2 separate regions of the Triticum aestivum genome follow, and region 2 is linked to region 1. Evidence: chromatin contacts called from public Hi-C data. All regions are on one chromosome and are shown on one strand. Each heading gives the region's core, a stretch centred on a gene start, on an enhancer-like site or on the middle of the called end of the contact. The rest is flanking DNA. Distances are from core to core; before and after follow the strand shown.

Region 1 (7,448 bases), core at 2,401-4,900:
GCTAGGGTTGCAGAAACCGCACATCTACGGAATTGTGCCAAAAGCCACTAATTTTTTGTCTAATTTTTTGCAAAAAACACTAGTTGACGGCTTAGATCGTTTTGAGCATGGTTATGACAGGTGGGTCACGTAAATGATGACGTGGCGTAACGGTTAAGTTAGACGCCGTTAGATGAGGAGTTTTCTAGACTTACAAAACAGACACTATAATTTTACAAAGATCCCCTTAGTCAAAAATCAAAAAAAGCAATCAGCTCCTTGATTTGTCTCCCCGAGCAGGCGAGCAGAGCAGCATTACCCCGGCCGGCCATGGTTCTTGTCGCCGGCGAGGGGGCGCGCGGCGCCGCTTGCCTCCATGGCCGAAGCCGCCGCAAGCTCCTGCCTGGGTCGCCGCCGCAGATGAGCCACAACAGCAGGGGGTTGATGACCTCGTCTGGGTCGTGCGGCGGGGCGTGCTCGAGGGTCGTGCGCCGGCAGACAGGGGTGGCCCCAGGGTCGTCCGCAGGCGGACATGGACGTCGCCAGGTGGTGCGCCGGTGGACAGGGGCGGCCCCGGGGTCGTGCGCCGGTAGACAGGGGCGGCCCATCTCCCGTGATGCAGGTCGGGCGGCGCCGGAGAGGGATGGGCATGGGGCGACGCCGGAGAGGGACCGGCGTGGGGCGACGTCGGAGAGGGACAAGCATGGGGTGGCGCCTGAGAGGGACCGGCGTGGAGCGGCGTCGGAGAGGGACGGGCATGGGGCGGCGCTGGCCTCCCTCTTCGCGACGGCCTCCCTCGCCTGATATGCTTGGCGACGGCGGCGGATCTAGCTTGAAGACAGCGGCAGGCCGGGGAGGGAGGGGCGGCGACGTTAGCAGGGCATGCCGCCGGCGGCGGGGGGAGTTCATACATCGGCTGAGCAGCGAGCAGAGTTTGGGGGGGTTTTGGCAAAAAAAAGCATCTAACGACGTTCATCTCGAACCGTTACGCCACGTCAACAAAAGTGGGCTCCACCTGTCATAATCATCATTAAATGGGCTAAAGCAGTCAACTAGTGTTTTTTGCAAAAAAATAGACAAAAAATTAGTGGTTTTTGGCACAATTCCGTAGATGTGTGGTTCCTGTAACCCTAGCCTTCACTCCCAGACTTCTGCATGCGGCCTTGCGCTAGTGGGACAGCGCAAAGAGGCGAATACAACCTCCGCGATGCTGAAGTGGGCGGGCGAGAGAGGACGTGCCCTCATTATCTCGATCGTGTTTCAGGCCTGCCGGTGCGCTTGTGTCTCTTTCTTTCTGTTGAACTGTGCTGTTGGAACAAATGCAAGGATTTAATTTAGTGCAAATTATTACCTCTTCTCAACATCACCAACAGGCCCGACGGCTTCCCCCTTCCTCCCGCGGCGCTCCCACGAGCGCCCGGGGTGCCGCCTCCAGCCCCCCTTCCTCGAGCCTCCCTCCCCTAGCCGCCGCCTTGACGTACTGGCGGGCAAAGCCCGGCCAGTGCTGGCGGCGGCGTGGCCCTCTCCTTCCCCCTCTCGGTCCGGCAAGCGCGGGCTTCCGGGTCGGACGGCGGCGCGGCGTTTTCTCGGGGGGCGGCGGCGTGGCGGCAGCAGCCGGCGGCGGTGACGCGAGTTGTGGGCGGCGGCGTGAAGGGGCTGCAACGGAGGTGGTGCGCGGCGGGCTCCGACGGCGGCTCGGCCAGATCTGGGCCTAGACGGTGAGGGCCGCAGACGGCTTGGGCTGCGGGCGTCCGCCCCTACCGTGGCCTTGGCTGGTGGTGGTGGAGGCGCAGCGGCGCTGGCTAGTGGGCATGCTGGTCGGGATCCAGTCGTCCCGCCGGCTGGACGACGACGGCAGGGTAGATGGGCTCCCCGGTGAGTATTCTTGGCGTTCGGAGGTTGTACTTGGGGCCCCCCTTGCCGGTAGTCGGGTCTGCGTCGGTGGCCTTGCGCGGTGCTGCGTTTTCCGCCAAGGTGGGGCGGCACAATGGTGTGTCCGGTGGGGAGGCTGGCTAGAGGGATGGGTGGCGCCGACATGCTCGGGCCCCCGTCACTGGCACAGGGGTGTGCCGGTCCGGATGCGTCCGCTCCCCCACCTCCCCCTATCCCTGGCCGCGTGTTGGCTGTCGCAGCTTCGGCGATGTTCAAGGCAGGATGTATGCTGCGGTTCGTCGGTCAATGGTGTCCCTTTGGTGCAAAGTTGGTCTCTTTGAATGGTCTTGGGGGTGTCTGGATGTTGGGCGGCGGCCCTAGCGGCGGGAGACGTGTCATTCAGGGGCGGAACCTGCGTCTCAGCCTCTCAGGTGCGGGCTGGCAGCCATGGTTTCGCGGGGGATGTGGCTGCGGGTGGTTGGCGGAGCAGGAGTGTGTCAGCGGGGTGCGAGCACCGGGGTTCATCACTTGCCCAGTCCTTTTTTGGCCATCGGTGACGGCGTCCGTGGACGTCGTATCCTTCTTGAAGGCTCTGTCGTGGTGCTCCCATCCCCTGCGTCGCTCCGGGTGAAAACTTGGTCTGCGGATCGGACGGTGGCGGCTATCCGTGATCGTACCTTTCTGGGAGGCACCGTCTTGGAGTTCTTGCTTCGTCATGGTCCATCTCACCCCCTTGGTGGCTCCAAGTGGTTCTTCATAGCTCATATTTTGTGTGCTTGGTTGTGTTCGAGTGGTGTGATGGTGCTCGGCACTTTTGTATCTAGCCTTGAGTGTGTTCGTTGTGTGCCGTGGTGGCATGTGTTTGTTCGGCTCGCTAGCATGTATGTAATGATGTTTGCTTTATAATATAAAGCGGGGAAATCCTTTTTCAGTAATTTAGTGCAAAAATGGAACCGGGGAGGTTCCCCACTCAGGCTGAGCGTCTGAAAATTCACTGAATGGCGATGAAAGATCAGCACTCGCGCAGAGCCCACCAAGAGCTCAGTCGACCAATCATCATTTAATAGTGCATTTGCGACAGGCTCCTGATTACGTCCATTGTGGTCGGTCGAGTATACTACTACACAAAACGATACCATCCCCAATTCTGCGTTAATAATTGCACTGTTGAAAGATACGGTCCGCTCTACGTGGAGGCCCGAACATGCATGCTCCACCGGCGGGGGTCGACGTCGGTGTGTGTGTAAATGGCAGGGGAGTCGCAATTCCGAGTTCAGATAACATGCCGGGTTCCCTGTGGAAGCCGATGCACACAACGAGTTAACAATCATTACATGCTCCGAATAATCAGAGCGGGCAGGCGTCAACCGACAGTATGAAAGCGACCCATTTCGATGGTCGTAAAACCAAAACACCTCACATGCATGCACGCACGCACGGAAAGCTTACATGTGATCACAAGAGGCTCGATTTAGGGCAATTATCTCGGCAAACAAGCCACTGAACAAGTGCTCAAGCAAGCCCACGGAAAGCACACTTTTCCTGCTCTGAGACTCTTATTCTACAGGGCAAGCATATGCTGTGTGTGTATGGTTTCTTTCTGGACTTTCAAAGGGGCCATATGAGCTGAGGCCAGGCCAAATTGTGCATGTGTTGCCCACGAGGCCCTGGGGAAGGAGGAAAGACTGTTGATCAGTATTTGGCGGAAATGTTGGACTTGGCCTCAGCCCTCGTGCATACAGTCCATGTCCATACATACACATACTGTGCTAAAGGTCAGACTCACTATGCAACATTTGTTTAATTCAAGTGGCGGGGCCCCAGTTTGTTAGATGTACTACATAACTTCTATGCACCCATATACTGTACGTACGTAAGAGCACTACCACATAATTAACTAATACTCCCTCCGTTCCTAAATATAAGTCTTTGAAGAGATTCCACTATGGACCACATACAGAACAAAATGAGTGAATCTATACTCTAAAATGCATCTAGATACATCCGTATCTACTTCATAGTGAAATCTCTACAAAGACTTATATTTAGGAACGGAGGGAGTAGTATTCTTGTGGCTATCTTGATCAACTTTCCAGTTGGACTCTGTTGATCTTGTGCGGTATTGCTCTGCTCCAATAGGCCACGTTACGCATGCACCGACGCGCGGGTGCATGTGGGATGTCTTGCGTATCCTCGCGTGCAACACATACCTACATTGGGTATTCATTGCGAAATGGGTGTGCATGGCTGCCCCGCCGTACATACGACCCCCAAGTGCGAGGTGGTTGTTGCAACTTGCTGACGTCGACCATAAGCAACGCGTACGTGAGATTCCCTGGACAAAGTAAAGGTACTGCCTAATTATGTAGTGTGCCGGCCGGCACTGCCAGAGTGTTTTCATGAGGGAATTGACCCTCCTTCGATCCACAGAAAAAAATACTAGGTCCTTTGAACTAACCTGGATCATATTTTGTTAGAGGATTAATCCCTTAATGGGCTATAAAACAACTTCTTTTTTTGCCAATATGTATATGTGTGATGTGCTCTGCTTTGACTCGTTTTGCCGGGATTCAGGCAATTAGCTAGTGACGACTAATCCACGTACCCAACCCGACAGCGACAAGCGTAGGCGTAGCCCTAACATGGTATGCATGTGCTTTGAGGCCACACACACATTCTCCAAAAGCTAGTCCTTCCAATGACGCCGACACTAGCTATTCCCTGGCCTGTACGCGTGATGATTGATGAGCTAAGAATTACCACTCCAAAACCCTAATTTTCAATTATTGCAGCTAGCAGTGCTGCCTCTGTTTGACTATTCCTTTCACAAGTGGAGTGGTGATGCAAAACACATCAGAATGCGTAGCATGAGCTCACCGCGCGTTTCGAAGTCGAAACTAACAGATGTTATCTCATGCACCTTTACTCAAAAAAAAAGGAAGCACGAACAATATATGAACATATCCGGTCCCTGGTGGTACAACAACACTACATACGTACCGTACGTACTACTTTTAGTAAACATCGTCCATCACTTGTCACTCTAACTTCTACTGGTAGCGGTACTGTACAAGCAAGCTTAGGGTCAACGCGGTTCATTAAGTCAAACACACCAGACGGCCGTGGACACATCCGGATGTGTCTGCGACAGTGGTTGGGAGCCGACCATCCAACAGGGTGCACCAATTGCCCATCCCGGTCCAGCCTCCTTCGTTTGACATGCATATGAGGATCAATAGCAATTTAGCGGATCGAGACCTTATGAAAATTCGACTTCCTCTCCTCCTAGCATCGTGCGCCACCCCGACCACGGTGGCCACCCCTTCCCTGTCGGTTGCCACTCCGGTGCCGGCGACCACCCACACCTTCCTCACCATGGCCCTTTCCGATCTCAAGTTCGAACCTGGCTTGGCTTTTGAAGCATTCATCTGGAAGCAATTTGGTGTCCCGATCAACCACTTTGATGGAGGTGATCTCAAGGAATTCTTCCTAGTTGCTAAGCTCTCAAGATCCAAGCTGTGAATCAACAATGACTCGGTTAGTCTCATCCTTCAATCTTGCTTCGGGGGTCATGCCTCCCGCTTCAAGGTTTCTTGCATGCAGAATTGTTCTTTCAAACTCAGTGTTTCTTCTAGAGATGTGGGCTTTGCCATCATCAAAGGTGGCAATTGCTCTAATGAGCTTTTTAATATGGGTTTCTTTCTTTGAGGCAATGGTGGTCTGGATTTTCGCAAAGAATTCTGGCTTTAATCAAGGAGAGTTAGATCATGAATGGACCCTCGTTGATCGATCCAAAGATCGTAGGTCATATGTTTATGCTGTTCAAACCCCCAGAATTCCCTCCTCCACCCCTAAGATGTTGTGATGATTAGTTCGTCTAATCCTCGCGTTCTTCCACTTTTGAAACATTTGACTCAATCAAGGTCAGCTTCAAATCCCATATTAACTTCGCCCAATAACACCGCTATTGGTAGGGCGGGATCACCGGCAGTTCAAACAGTTGGACTGACTCTGGGTATTGGTAACCAAGAGGCCCATAACAGGATTGGAAATCAAGAGGCCATAACAACCATCAGAATTTCGGTGTTTGCTGTCTGTCTTTGGGCCACCTTCGGCCCAAGTGCACTAATATAATCTGTTGTCATGGGTGCAAAAGATTAGGCCACATTCAGAGTAATTGCATATTTTGAGGCGTAATTAACGATCCGGCTCCCCCCTCTGATCACATAAATCAGGAGTCCTTTTTTTGGTTGAAAACTGTGCGAACCGCCTCTCTGCTCCGAGGGCCCCCAATGCAAGCGACTCGAATCATTCTCTTGTGCAGTCAAATCAGCTAGGCATCCGCGCTTCGAGGCAACCTCGCAGTGAGCCAACCCATCTCCTTGACGACTCCAATTCCCACCATCCCTCTGCTCCACTGCAACATCTGCATTCATCGCTTGGGGTTTTCGTTGTTACTCCCTCGAGCTCCCATGCACTGCCGAATATGGCCACCTTTCCGTCCGACCCTTCACCTTTCATCTCCGTCGGATGCCACACGATTGAAGTTGAGGGGAGGCATGCTCGCTGTCGGGTGATCCATGGCAATCTGGTTCCTGCCAATGAGGACCTTGCGATTGCCACCATCATCCCCATGCCACAAGGTGAGGCAGATTTTGTCAATGTCAGAGAAGTCCTATATGATTTCTTTCAGTCCAAATGCATGGGGGTCTCTTCAATCTAAAGATGCCCTTTTGGGCAAGCCGTGACAGATAGGGATTTTTTGGTTAACAGAGGTCTGCATGCTTTTGGTGACATTCATATTGTCTTCCAGAGGCATAATGAGGGGCTGAATTGGAAGAATTTCTATTTGAATAGGGATGTTTGGCTGTTGGTAGTTGGGTTCCCGACTGATATGCGCTTGTTTCACGAACTATCAAATGCTACTGCTAGCTTCGGCCAGCTTATGGTTTGGGATAGAGTCAAATGCAATGATTCCACTGTTGTTCTTAAGGTCAAGATCAATGGACTAAAAGATATTCCTGATAGCATCTTGGTTTCTGGTGCAAATAATTTTAGTGGACAGTCTTGGACCTGTCCTATTGGGATCATCCAGGATATGCATGTTGGTAACCCACCTTGAGATGAAGAACCAGTGCTAGAGGATGGCAATCCTCACCCAAGATCCCAGGAGCAATTCCACCACCCAAAACAAAATTTGGTGGTTGGACCTGGTGCTTTCCACCTAGTCTAGCAAGATAACATTGACATTGTTAATCATGAGGAGTTGGTAAATGATCATGCCATTGAGCCAGTTTAAGCTTGGGGACATTGGGCTATGCCACAACAACAACAACAACAACAACTTGTGGATGTAGAATTACATGTTGGAGAGTTTCTAGAGTTGAATGATCTGATTGGACCATTAGAAGTGGAGGTGATTCAACCTAAAATTGAGTAGGGCAGTGGACTCACTCTGTCACTTGGGCTTCAGGTTGATGATATATCTGTTGGTGCTAACTCAGCTGCCTCTATGAGTGGAGGTCCAAACATGCAAGAGCTGGAGGAACTCTTGGCTCCCCAAGTCATACTTGAGCATGTCCATCTAAAGAATGAGG
Region 2 (7,448 bases), core at 2,696-5,195, 320 kb after region 1:
ATTATGAAATTTGGCAAATGGACGTCAAAACTGCACTCCTTAATGGATTTCTTAAAGAAGAGTTGTATATGATGCAACCAGAAGGTTTTGTCGATCCTAAAGGTGCTAACAAAGTGTGCAAGCTCCAGCGATCCATTTATGGACTGGTGCAAGCATCTCGGAGTTGGAATATACGCTTTGATAGTGTGATCAAAGCATATGGTTTTATATAGACTTTCGGAGAAGCCTGTATTTACAAGAAAGTGAGTGGGAGCTCTGTAGCATTTCTAATATTATATGTGGATGACATATTATTGATTGGAAGTGATATAGAATTTCTGGATAGCATAAAAGGATACTTGAATAAGAATTTTTCAATGAAAGACCTCGGTGAAGCTGCTTATATATTGGGCATCAAGATCTATAAAGATAGATCAAGACTCTTAATTGGACTTTCACAAAGCACATACCTTGATAAAGTTTTGAAGAAGTTCAAAATGGGTCGGTCAAAGAAATGGTTCTTGCATGTGTTACAAGGTGTGAAGTTGAGTCAGACTCGATGCCTGACCACTGCAGAAGATAGAGAGAAAATGAAAGTCATTCCCTATGCCTCAACCATAGGTTCTATCATGTATGCAATGCTGTGTACCAGACCTAATGTGTGCCTTGCTATAAGTTTAGCAGGGAGGTACCAAAGTAATCCAGGAATGGATCACTAGACAACGGTCAAGAACATCCTAAAGTACCTGAAAAGGACTAAGGATATGTTTCTCGTTTATGGGGGTGACAAAGAGCTCGTCGTAAATGGTTAGCTTTGACACTGATCCGGATGAATCTAAGTCGCAAACCGGATACGTATTTATATTGAATGGTGGAGCTGTCAGTTGGTGCAGTTCCAAGCAGAGCGTCGTGGCGGGATCTACGTGTGAAGCAGGGTACATAGCTGCTTCGGAAGCAGCAAATGAATGAGTACATATCCGATCTAGGTGTAATACCTAGTGCATCAGGTCCAGTGAAAATCTTTTGTGACAATAATGGAGCTATTGCCTTAGCGAAGGAATCCGGATTTCACAAGAGAACCAAACACATCAAGAGACGCTTCAACTCCATCCGTGATCAAGTCAAGGAGGGAGACATAGAGATTTGCAAAATACATACGGATCTGAATGTTGCAGACCCGTTGACTAAGCCTCGTCCACGAGCAAAACATGATCAACACCAAGACTCCATGGGTGTTAGAATCATTACTATGTAATCTAGTTATTGACTCTAGTGCAAGTGGGAGACTGAAGGAAATATGCCTTAGAGGCAATAATAAAGTTGTTATTTATATTTCCTTATATCATGATAAATGTTTATTATTCATGCTAGAATTGTATTAACCGGAAACTTGATGCATGTGTGAATACATAGACAAAACAAAGTGTCCCTAGTATGCCTCTACTTGACTAGCTCGTTAATCAAAGATGGTTAAGTTTCCTGACCATAGATATGTGTTGTCATTTGATGAACGGGATCACATCATTAGGAGAATGATGTGATGGACAAGACCCATCTGTTAGCTTAGCATAATGATTGTTAAGTTTTATTGCTATTGCTTTCTTCATGACTTATACACATTCCTTTGACTATGAGATTATGCAACTCCCGAATACCAGAGGAACAACTTGTGTGCTATCAAACGCCACAACGTAATTGGGTGATTATAAAGATGCTCTACAGGTGTCTCTGAAGGTGTTTGTTGGGTTGGCATAGATCGAGATTAGGATTTGTCACTCCGAGTATCGGAGAGGTATCTCTGAGTCCTCTCGGTAATGCACATCATGATAAGCCTTGCAAGCGATGTGACTAATGAGTTAGTTGCGGGATGACGCATTACAGAACGAGTAAAGAGACTTGCCGGTAACGAGATTGAACTAGGTATGAGGATACCGACGATCGAATCTCGGGCAAGTAACATACCGATGACAAAGGGAATGGCGTATGTTGTCATTACAGTTTGACCGATAAAGATCTTCGTAGAATATGTAGGAACCAATATGAGCATCTAGGTTTCGCTGTTGGTTATTGATCGGAGATGTGTCTCGGTCATGTCTACATAGTTCTCGAACCCGTAGGGTCCGCACGCTTAACGTTTCATGATGATTTGTATTATGAGTTATGTGTTTTGTTGACTGGAGATTGTTCGGAGTCCCGGATGAGATCACGGACATGACGAGGAGTCTCGAAATGGCCGAGAGGTAAAGATTGATATATTGGACGATAGTATTCGGACACCGGAATGGTTTCGGAGTGCTTCAGATATTTATCGGAGTACCGAGGGGTTACCGGAACCCCCCGGGGAAAGTAATGGGCCTCATGGGCCATAGGGGAGAGAGAGGGCAGCCCACAAGGGGGTGCCCCCCCTCCCCCGCACGGGGAGTCCGAATTGGACAAGGGGAGGGGCGCGGCCCCCCTTTCCTTCTCCCTCTCCCTCTCCTTCCCCCTTTCCCCTAGGCCGGCCCCCTCCCTCTCCCTCCTTTATATACGGGGGCAGGGGGCACCCCAAAGCACATCAATTGTTTCTTAGCCGTGTGCGGTGACCCCCTCCAGCATTTACTCCTTCGGTCATATTGTCGTAGTGCTTAGGCGAAGCCCTGCGTAGATCACATCACCATCACCACACCGTCGTGCTGACGAAACTCTTCCTTGACACATTGCTGGATCAAGAATTTGAGGGACATCATCGAGCTGAACGTGTGCAGAACTCGGAGGTGCCGTACGTTCGGTGCTTGATCGGTTGGATCGCGAAGACGTTCGACTACATCAACCGCGTTAAGCTAACACTTCCGTTTCGGTCTACGAGGGTACGTGGACACACTCTCCCCCTCTCGTTGCTATGCATCTCCTAGATAGATCTTGCGTGATCGTAGGAATTTTCAGAAATTGCATGCTACGTTCCCCAACAGAGAGATGCCGGCAAATAGAGAATGCGCATCGAGTGGAAAGGGAGGCACAACCATCATCCGCAAATGGACAAGCGCTGACGACTACTACTGAGGCTCCGTGAAGGTGTACTCCCCGTTGAGGTCGACGATGAACGACACTTGATGGCAGACGATGACGGTGGATGCGGACTGTAGTTGTGGACCGGGATGCTGGGTGGTGTAGTAGTATGACGGATACAGCTACGTCGACCAAGGCAGCGGCGATTGCGCGGTCGATGTTTGCATGACAGTGACCCGTCGGGCCACACGCTTCAGCGGAGGAGGTACTAGGTGACTGGCCGCCGCCAAAGTTTCCTTCCTCTTCTTCTGTTTATGGCAGCGGGCGTGGTGTGACGCCGTGTTGGCCTTGCGGGTGGTCATCACCAATAGGTCTTCTGACTTTGCCGTGATGACTAACATCTCGATCGGCTCCAACGCGTTGATGGGCGGTGAAACTGGTGAGAACTGGGCGGTGGGCGGCGGCGATCGGTGCCAGGAGAGTGAGAAAAGGGCAGGCTTTCACGCGAAGACGGTGTTCGAGTTGTCCGAATGTGCGGGTTCCGGCTCCGTTTGGCTGGGTCTAGGGTGTTGGACACCTATATGAGTGATGTCCGGATGCTCACAGTCCTCCTCAACTTTGGAATTCGGAGGTCTAGACCAAGCCGTGGACATTCGATGATCGACATTGCATGACAAAAAGTGTTTGAACCACGTTGTTCCGACTTTTACGCGTTTTGATCCACGGCGTTGGAGTTGCCCTTAGAAAGCACTTTGGCTCTAGGTACTGGCACTTGCCAAATGCAGCGTCCTTCGCCAGCAGGTCAGGTGAAATTAAGGTGAGAAGACGTGGTGGGTACATTCACCTTCCATGGATCGACCTGCATTCGCATTTATCATTTACTCACACTGCCTCATCACTACCCAACTCCCTCTTGCGTGAGTGGGCCAATCTGGTCACTTGCTTTCTCTGTCGCCCTCCTATATATTGTCTCCACACGGACATACACTCTCACCAAAGCAGCTCGCTTGGCTACCAAGTGTACACTCGATCTCCTCTCATTGGGAGGGAGCATTTAGTCTAGCTCCTAGTCCTAGCTAGCTTGCTTGGCGGAGCAACAATGGCCAGCCTCTCCATGCTCCCGGCCATGGCGCTGCTGCTCCTGGCAATGGCGGTGGCCTCATCCGACGCGCAGCCTTCTCCCGGCTACTACCCGAGCTCGAGGTTCCGGCCAGTGGCGTTCAACCGCGGGTACCGCAACAAGTGGGGCCCGCAGCACCAGACGCTCTCCGGCGACCATTCAGCCATCACCATCTGGCTCGACAAGACCTGCGGTATGTGCATTTTTTTTTCTTTGCGCATCTCTGGAAAGACTGCGAATTGTTTTTTAATTCTAGTTTAGGTGCATGCATATGCATGTACTCCTATATACTTGGCTCTTGTTTTTTGTCAACAGTGTCACCGACGCACGTACTACGTGAATTCACTATTCAGGCTTGTGTTGTAGCGAAAGAGACATCACTAGCGCCATGTTGAATCGTCGGTGTCACTTATGTCGAATCTGAAACACAGACACAGTGCGTTTTTCTTTTTGGTACTGGGGGAGCCCCCGGCCTGTGCATCGCGCAGCGATAGACACAGTGCGGTTCGGGCCCACGTACGTGGCAGCAGTGATAGATTACTGTTGTTAACTCTCATGCTAATCTATATGAATTTTGATTTTGCTAACCACATGTCCCATGCGGTAACTCTCATGCTAATCCGTGGACTTGATTATGTTGGTGCACATTCCCTCACCTCACATCTGATCTATGCAGGGAGCGGGTTCAAGTCGAAGCATGCGTACAGGAACGGCTACTTCGCCACCCGCATCAAGCTCCCCGCCGGCTACACCGCCGGCACCAACACCGCCTTCTACGTAAGCACTGCTACAAATATTCTCTAAATAACGCAGCGTTAGTTAGTACCAGTAGTAACAGGTTAATTGATACGCGCGCACAGCTGTCCAACAACGAGGCACACCCGGGGTTCCACGACGAGATCGACATGGAGTTCCTGGGCACCATCCCCGGCGAGCCCTACACGCTGCAGACCAACGTGTACGTCCGCGGCAGCGGCGACGGGCGGATCATCGGGCGGGAGATGCGGTTCCACCTCTGGTTCGACCCCGCCGCCGGCTTCCACAACTACGCCATCCTCTGGAACCCGGACGCCATCACCTTCTTCGTGGACGACGTGCCCATCCGGCGGTACGAGCGCAAGACGGAGCTCACCTTCCCCGACCGCCCGATGTGGGCGTACGGCTCCATCTGGGACGCCTCCGATTGGGCCACCGACCACGGCAGGTACAGGGCGGACTACCGCTACCAGCCGTTCGTGGCGCGCTTCGACCGCTTCGTGGTCGCCGGGTGCGGGCCCGGCGCCCCGCCCTCTTGCCGCCCGGCCCGGGCGTCCCCCGTCGGCACGGGGCTCACGCGGCAGCAGTACGCGGCGATGCGGTGGGCGCAGCAGCGCCACATGGTCTACTACTACTGCCAGGACTTCCGGAGGGACCGCTCGCTCACGCCGGAGTGCTGAAGAGCCCGTGAACCAACGGTGGCGCGCGTGTCTTGATTAATTTCGTCGTGTGTTTTGCTTGCTACAGTGCTCCTACTACGAGCTCCTGCCTACACTTTGCTTCTTCTTTTTGGTTTGGATCTCAAAGAGTAAAGGGTGTGGCTGCCCTACCGCTGCTGCCTGCCTGCCTGTGGCTGAGCATGAGCTAGGCTGGTGGTTGAGGCGTTGGTCGTTGGCATATTGCCAAAAAGGGTCTCGTGTCTTCCCATCTCTTTCGTTTTGGTTGGTGCCTGCTTTTCGTTTCACATGTATGTATGCCCCGAAGGGGCAAAGGCGCATGATTCATGACATACTGTCGTGCATGCCCACTGTAATACAGACTGCTCTAATATGTTCTCCATATTTGTGATTTATTTATACGATTGCTTCAAAGACATGGTTTGATCGAGTCCAAAGCCGGTGGGTGTAAGCGTGGGCGGGTCAATTCGTCGAAAATATGCAATCACATAAGCACGAGCAACGACATCAAAATTTGTTAACAAGGTTCAACAACATGGCTATATCTTTGAGGCATATGACTATGGACGATCTTCGTCATGTACTAAATCAATGCAGTCGACGGCAAGCCCGCCGAGGCCATCAGACAGGCCTTTGACCACTCGTCACGATTGGTCCGGCCACCCCTACCACATGTGATGACCTACCAACTTATGTCTAGTCTAAATAATGGCCTACCAACTTATACCTAGTCTAAATAAGGTTGTAAACAGATCAGCAGCGGCCAAATTTGAGTCGTAGCAAGCGGTTGGCTCATCTGCATCGGCCTGTTACACTCCTCCAAAAAAATCGCGCGTCCGGCCGTATCAAGCAGGCTATATCGACATTATCCAATGCGACCTAGTCCAGCTGGCTCCGCCCTGCCTAGCCCATTGGAGGGAGGGGGCTATTTGCAACCCGCGGCAACTCCCACATGAGGTTCGCAAGCAGGGCCGACCCAAGGACCACGTGGCCTCCTCAAGCGTGTTTTTTCTGTTTTTTGTTTTCATTAATTAAATATTTTACAAAATACATTTATTATGAAAAAAATATTTCTTGGTTTTTTATAGGTATTCATCGCACATTATAAAATGTAGATGTATTGTCAAATGACGTTCGCTCAACATTTAAAACTATGTTTGCCATTAAAAAAGTATATGACATTAGAAAAATCATCACTTGTTTCAAAAAATATACATGAAATTTAAAAATAACGTTATATGATGTAAACAAATGTTCGTGAAATGAAAAAAATATTCGTACCATTCAAAAAAAGTTAAATTTCGAAACAATATTCATGTGTTTGAAACAAAGTATTTGTGAATTTTTAGTTTAGATTTTTTATCCAATTTATAAAAATGTTAACATAGTTGAAAAATAATGTTTGGTATCATAAAAAATTATTTTAATGCATGTTCAAAAAAAATGTTCAGAACAAGTATTTGAAAAAAATGGTAGCCATGTACTTAAACATGTGAAACGTATATAAGAAAATATTTTGGATGTAAACAAAAAATGTACAGCATGTATGGGAAAAAGTAGGTCTCAAAACATCTATTTGAGGAAAATTTAGTCATGAATTAAAAATAGTAAACATTTATAAGAATGCTCCTGACGGATACAAAGAATGTAAAATGTGTATGAAAATTAGATATATGTTGAACCAAAAAAAGAAAAATTGAATAAAACGAGTGAAAAACAAAGGAAAAACAGGAAACCAGAAACCGAAATAGGTAAAGAAAACCCGCGAAATACCGTTCTACAAACAGTGGAAAACATGAAAAAAAAACTCATGCTCTGATACAGTGTTTGGCTGGCAAAATAGCTTCCCTTGTAGGCGATTCATAACAGGAATCGGTATGAGCGATACATAGCCCGACGGTTACTAATAGCCCACCAGCTTATGTCTAGTC

The links. A called contact is a pair of places that touch in the nucleus more often than the background predicts.
Region 2: a contact with region 1 is called in a Hi-C map of leaf, with 5 times the contacts expected there. The contact joins the promoter of LOC123169074 here to the enhancer-like site in region 1. A contact is called at or near these places in 2 of 5 Hi-C or Micro-C datasets (both in leaf).

Annotation. Positions count from the first base shown.
Region 1 is chr7D:464,344,506-464,351,953 of IWGSC CS RefSeq v2.1, forward strand. No RefSeq gene overlaps it. Among protein-coding and RNA genes, the nearest start is that of LOC123164560, 12 kb to the left of the region's middle. Within about 2 kb of position 3,651, at least 2 of the 8 cell types and tissues checked have an H3K27ac peak or open chromatin away from gene starts, as enhancers often do. A contact at or near this core is called in leaf, where this site is marked.
Region 2 is chr7D:464,661,568-464,669,015 of IWGSC CS RefSeq v2.1, forward strand. It overlaps LOC123169074 (probable xyloglucan endotransglucosylase/hydrolase protein 32), which reads left to right and starts at 3,946. Exons shown (of 3, transcript XM_044586922.1): 1 at 3,946-4,277; 2 at 4,761-4,861; 3 at 4,945-5,933. The coding sequence starts at 4,064. The coding sequence ends at 5,520.